Linked DNA regions of Sus scrofa: region 2 is linked to region 1. The links are chromatin contacts, called in public HiChIP or PLAC-seq maps. All regions are on one chromosome and are shown on one strand. Each heading gives the region's core, a stretch centred on a gene start, on an enhancer-like site or on the middle of the called end of the contact. The rest is flanking DNA. Distances are from core to core; before and after follow the strand shown. Region 1 holds the start of LOC102165571 (formin-like protein 3). Region 2 holds the start of USPL1 (SUMO-specific isopeptidase USPL1).

Evidence for each region. HiChIP or PLAC-seq counts read pairs in DNA pulled down with a chosen protein or histone mark.
Region 2: an H3K27ac HiChIP or PLAC-seq map of alveolar macrophages shows a contact between it and region 1. The contact joins the promoter of USPL1 here to the promoter of LOC102165571 in region 1. A contact is called at or near these places in 1 of 5 promoter capture datasets (liver) and 2 of 2 datasets of contacts at active chromatin or transcription factors (alveolar macrophages and skeletal muscle).

Annotation. Positions count from the first base shown.
Region 1 is chr11:6,761,817-6,764,480 of Sscrofa11.1, forward strand. It overlaps LOC102165571 (formin-like protein 3), which reads left to right and starts at 1,328. Exons shown (of 2, transcript XM_005668309.3): 1 at 1,328-2,664. The coding sequence starts at 1,353. The coding sequence ends at 1,922. UBL3 (ubiquitin-like protein 3) reads right to left here and starts at 1,796. Exons shown (of 5, transcript XM_003130919.4): 1 at 666-1,796. The coding sequence starts at 692.
Region 2 is chr11:7,319,859-7,322,522 of Sscrofa11.1, forward strand. USPL1 (SUMO-specific isopeptidase USPL1) reads left to right here and starts at 1,329. Exons shown (of 9, transcript XM_021065545.1): 1 at 1,329-1,506. It also overlaps a transcript of HMGB1 not described here.

The DNA of each region.
Region 1 (2,664 bases), core at 78-2,577:
AATGATGTAATACTACTAAATACTCGGTACGAAGAGTCCTGGCACATTCATTACAAGTGGCAAAATCGAGTCAGCCTAGATTTGTGACAATTCCAAAACGTGTTCATATTTCTGCCTGCCATCCTTGTTCACCCAGACGTTTCAGAAAGCTCACAGCAAATCCTAATCGAGTCTTCCCTCGACCGGATACTGCGGCTGTGCTCTTGGAAATAGCAAGCTAGTACCCACTGCATTAACCACCCGTGTCACCGAGCCAAGATCCCCGTTTTCCTGGCCACCTCGGTATCTGTAGGGACATCCGTCCTCAGCGCTGCCCACGGCCACTGACGTTTTCAGAAGCTCCAAGACACCAGTGCTCAGAGACTGCTAGCAAAGAGGAAGAGCTCTTCGCCACTTCGAGCCACCTTGCTACATTTTCCCAACTTCTCCATCGTCTTTAATCATGTAGAAAACACAGCCCGACGAGAAAAACCGTATTAGAAGCAGTACTTCCCACACGAGGGCCAGCAGAACCCCCAACTTGGCCAAAGCCACGTCCCCGCACCGCGGCTTTTCAACCGTCCCCCGCCAGCAACCTTCACCCCACGCCTGCAGCCTTTCCGATTAAAAAAGATTGGAAACCACAAGTAAATCAAAGGGTGTCGTAACTCTTATCCTTCACTTACCATATCCGCCGGGACATTACTGGACATCTTGCCGTTTGAGATAGACCCAGATACTGGCGAAGAAAAAAAAAAAAAAAATCAAAAAAGACGAACCAAAAAGAGAAGTCTTCGGGCTACGGAAATCAACCTTCGGGATCCTGAACGGTTCGAGCTGTGCTTTCCAAAAAAAAATAAGTTCTCTCGGAGCCCAAGTGCCGGCCTGGCCGAGGTTCCGAGCGAAGAGGAACAGTCGCCGGGAGCCGAGCGGCCGGAGCGGGAGGGAACTCTCGGGGTGGCAGCGGCAGCCCCGCCGCCGTCGTCGTCGTCAGCAGCCGCCGCAGCAACAGCAGCCGCCCCAGGACCGGCCGCGCCAGGTGGACCGAGCCGAGTGACACACGGACATGGAGCGGGGTGGGAGGGGGTTAAATCGCCTGCCTCCTCTCCCAGCCCGGCAGTGATTCACACTTGCTCCCGAGTCAAGTCCTCATTAAGCAGGAGGCGAATGCCCCGGCGCCGAGGTACACAGATAACTATGTGGCTACACATGGACGCGTCCCCCGGCGGGCGGCGCGGGGAAACAGCTCAGCTCGCGCGGCCGGGGCTGCGAGCCGGGCCGCGGAAACCCGCGCTCAAGGGCATTTAACTCGTTGGGAGCCGCAGCGCAAGCCCGGGCCGGGCAGCCGAGCGGCGAACCGGGGGCGCGGGGAGATGAGGCGGGCTGGAGACCCCACGGCCCGTCGGGGCTCAGGCCGCGGGCGCCTCGGGGCAGCCGCGGGGCTCGGGGCGCATCGCCTCCGGCTTCTCGGCGCTCCTCTGCCGCCTCCGCCTCCCCCGTCTCCGCCTTCCCCTCCCCTCCCCGGCCTCGCGAGCTCCCCGCGACGCCGACTTCGGCTGGTCCCCGGAAGAGGCCGGGTCCTTCCTCTCAGCCCGGGAAGGGTTTCCTCTCAGAGCTCTGTCTCTCCGCCTCCTCCTCCACTTTTCAGTCCCCGGCGCCGCAGCCGCCCCCAGTCATCGGCCCTCAAGCCAACATGGCGGCGGCGGCGGCGGCGGCTGCCCGAGCGCGAGTCTGCGACTCGGAGAAAGCACGGGCCCCCTTCGCGGCCGCCGCCCCCGCCCTGGCCCTCACGCTCCCTCTCCCCCTCCCGCTCCGCGGACACTAAGTGCGTCACCACCAAGACCACCCTCGAGCATCACGGGAAGTGTAGTCTACGCGCTGAGGCCCCCGAACGCCTCCTCGCGGGACTCCGAAGCCACGCCTCTCTTAGCAACAGTTGCTAGGAGAGGAAAGCTCGCTTTAGCCGAGCGACTGCGCACGAGCTAGGTGATACCTGCTACTGGGAGTGCTGTGATCCTGCAAATTATTGGGGGAAAATCACTCTGCACAGAGAAATTCCTTCATGCACACTACACATGCAGAGTTAAAATATGGTTTACCTCCAAGCGGAATCATTCATTTTAACGACAGTACGCTCTCCACATCCTGCAATCTCAAAGCATTCTGTATAGTGATTTCATCTTGGTCTCTCCTCAACCAGACATTTGGAAGATCAGAAGCAATCATTGATTTCCAATAAGGTCATAGAAGTTCAACAACAGTAAGGATATCATTAAGCAGGGAGAATGTTTGAACATTGTTTCTTGAAGACCCAGGGCCATAAAGCTACAATCTAGTTAATTGAAATTACCAAAAACTGTATTAGATACAACAATATATGAACCCAAAACTGTATTACAAACAGTAGTTTCTAATCTCTATCAGGAAATAGCTACTACGAACCACATGGGGCTTACCAGGCTAGCCCTGAAATGCTATTTCAATTCAAAATGTAATTGAAAACGTCTACACCTGCCCGTGGTTAGCAAACAGCACAAAATAATACCATTTGTGAGAGAGCTAGATGCAGACAAGATCTCCCCCAGATTTAGGAACAGAACGCAGAGACCACAAATGTCTATCTGACTCTCCACTTACATCTCTCAGTGCTCCGAGTATTTTAGGCAGGGTTGCCTCAATAAGACA
Region 2 (2,664 bases), core at 79-2,578, 560 kb after region 1:
ATACCAGCACATTAGTAATCTAGTACAACAAAAAGGTAAACAAAAGCTATTTTTCAGTCTAGCGAAAAACAAAACAAACTCCCTGTTGGATTTCTTGGCTATCTGCATTCAGAAGTACGGAAAACTGAACTCCTCAGTGAAGAATTCCTTGGTACACGGGACCTACTTCCTCTACCCTATCAAAATTTTCAGCAGTATTCCAGAATATAACGATTTAGTTTGGGACCAATAATAAAAAAGCCCCATAGTCCAAAATGCCAATAGTGGTTCTTCTGTACTGAAACGGTCAGAAACTACATATTGTTATTCCTGGACACAGAACCAATCGAGCGAAGGACTTCTGGAATATGCTGCCCGCAAGATTCAGAATGCAGACTCAGAAATAGCACACGAGATCACGATGTCCCCTAAGCCACATGACCTTCCTATGAAAGCAGAGCCTTAAACTTATAGACTACACGACAACTCCCCCTTTCCCTGAGTTAAAACAAGGCAGGGCAGCTGACAAGAGTGCAGCAGGGACCCTCCGGCTACTGATAAGTAAGAAAGGGTCCTGGCGCTCAAAGTCCCTGCGCTTTGGCTACTCCCCTTACCGTTAGAAGATCTGGGAGGGAGCAAAGGAGGAGAAACACCCAGAATCCTGGTGGAAAAGCCCCTGGCCTCGCAGATGGGGTTTAGGGAGACAGGGAGGGGCAGCTCCGTGTGTGGTGACCCTTTGTGAACACGCAATGTGGCAGCTCGGCTCCCACTGAGGCTTTAGGAGAGCGAACTACGGGGGCCTTGCGCAGCCCGCCGTCGAGGAGACCTCGTTGCTGCAGGGGGGCGCCGGCCAAGAGCCTCCATCACACCCTCCGCCTGCTGGGTAGCCCTTCCTCCTCGCCCGCCCGGCCACCCACCCAAGTCACTCAAGGGCGCATCAGCTTCCGACCCGGGCTCGCATCGCTAGTGCGCAACGGGACGCGCGCCTGCCTCTTAGCGTAATCCCTCCGCTGCCGGCTGCGCACTAGTTTTAATCACGCCCCACCCCCTGGTCGCTGGCGTCACCTCCACCACTCAAGCGCTTTCCATCAGCTTCCAGAAATGTCGCCTCCCCAAACCCAGCCACTCACAGAAGGCGGACTCTGCAGGCACCGGCCCCGCCCCTGAAGCTGCGGCTGCGGCTGCCAGCCGGGTGATTAAGGTATTAGGGTAGAGTTACAGCCCCGCCTCTCTGCGGAGGCCGGCCGGAAGTGTTCCGTTCCTCATCCTCCCCGCCACACTTACGTCCTTCCAGGCCCCGCGCGGAGCAGGAAGGGGAACTTTTTAGCGGCGGACTCTAGCCGGAAGCTGCTTTCCTAGCGGAGGGGCCGGTGGGGGAGGAGCAGGCAGGGTGGAACGTGGGTTGAACGTTGCACTCGTGGTGTGGAGCTCAGGCTGGAACAGGAGTTTGGAGGAAGCTGGTACGAAGAAGTGGAGAGTCCGCTGAGGATAAAAGAGCAGACGGAATAGTTTCCTTCGGCTGCCGAAGTAAGGAAAAGGGACAGAGCTGGGCGACCCATGGGATAGTCGGCTCGCCGAAAGGATGGGCTAAGCTGGGAGGGGGAAAGGGTGGGACTAGGTTTTGGTGGGAAGGTTTGGTGATTAAGGTATTAGGGTAGAGTTACAGATACGTTTGCACTCAAGAGAGGTAAAAACTGAAGAGAAACCAGAGGTCCCCCCCCTCCCCCGCCCCAAAGAGCATGGAGATGGGGAGAGTTAACAGAACCTTGCGCCTCCTCGGGTTTCCAAGATTGGGTTTCGAAACTGTCGTCTGTTAGTCTGTGATTCAGGACTGCTGGGTTGGGTACCAAATAGGTCTGGGCGGCGAAAGCCGACCCCATTCCTCGGTTTCAAGTCTGTTGTGGCCTCACCTTTGACAGTTCGTTTGCTGAGCCCACCTGGTCTTGGAGGGAAAGCTTCGAACAGACGGTTCTCTGGGTTTCCCCATTTTGCACACGGGCTGTGAGTTAAGCTTAATTGCTTCTTTCACTATCCCCAGGGCCAGATTTACACTTTCGTTGTGCTGTGACTGGGTCCATACTGGTCTAGTAATTCACACGCAGGCTTCTGGAGCATAGTCGAAGTAATGAAGCGGGGAGAGGTCAGGAAAAAGATGCTGGAGGTGAAATGGAGTAGAGGAGAAGACTGGAAAGCCATTGGTGTCAGTTCAGTGAGCTTTAGGTCATAGCACTACCTTTAGGTTGTACTGAGCTGTTTGGATTTTCCCATGATCAGAGTGAAGTCAGTAGATGGTTTTAAGCTGAGCAGCAGCAGACTCCAGACTTGTTTTATAGAAGCATCACTTTGGCAGTGATACAGAGTGAGGATGGGATGGAAAGAGAGGTGGAGATTTGAGATGCTTCCAAAGAACTATCCATAGAATTTGATGTTTTTCACTAAATGATGAAGAGGGAAATGAAAGAGTAAAGAACCGCTCAAATTTTCTAGTATGCGTGTTTGTAAGAATGGAGGTGCCAAAGTATATATGAGAGAGAAGGAGAGGAGCAGGTGATTTTTGAAGAGAGGACAACGAAAGCAGTCATTTAAGGCCAAATAAAGTTGTAAGAATCACTCCAGGGTTTTGTACATAGAACACAGTAAATCGTATTTGGAAGAACTGAATAGCCAGCCTCTGGTATTTTTAAT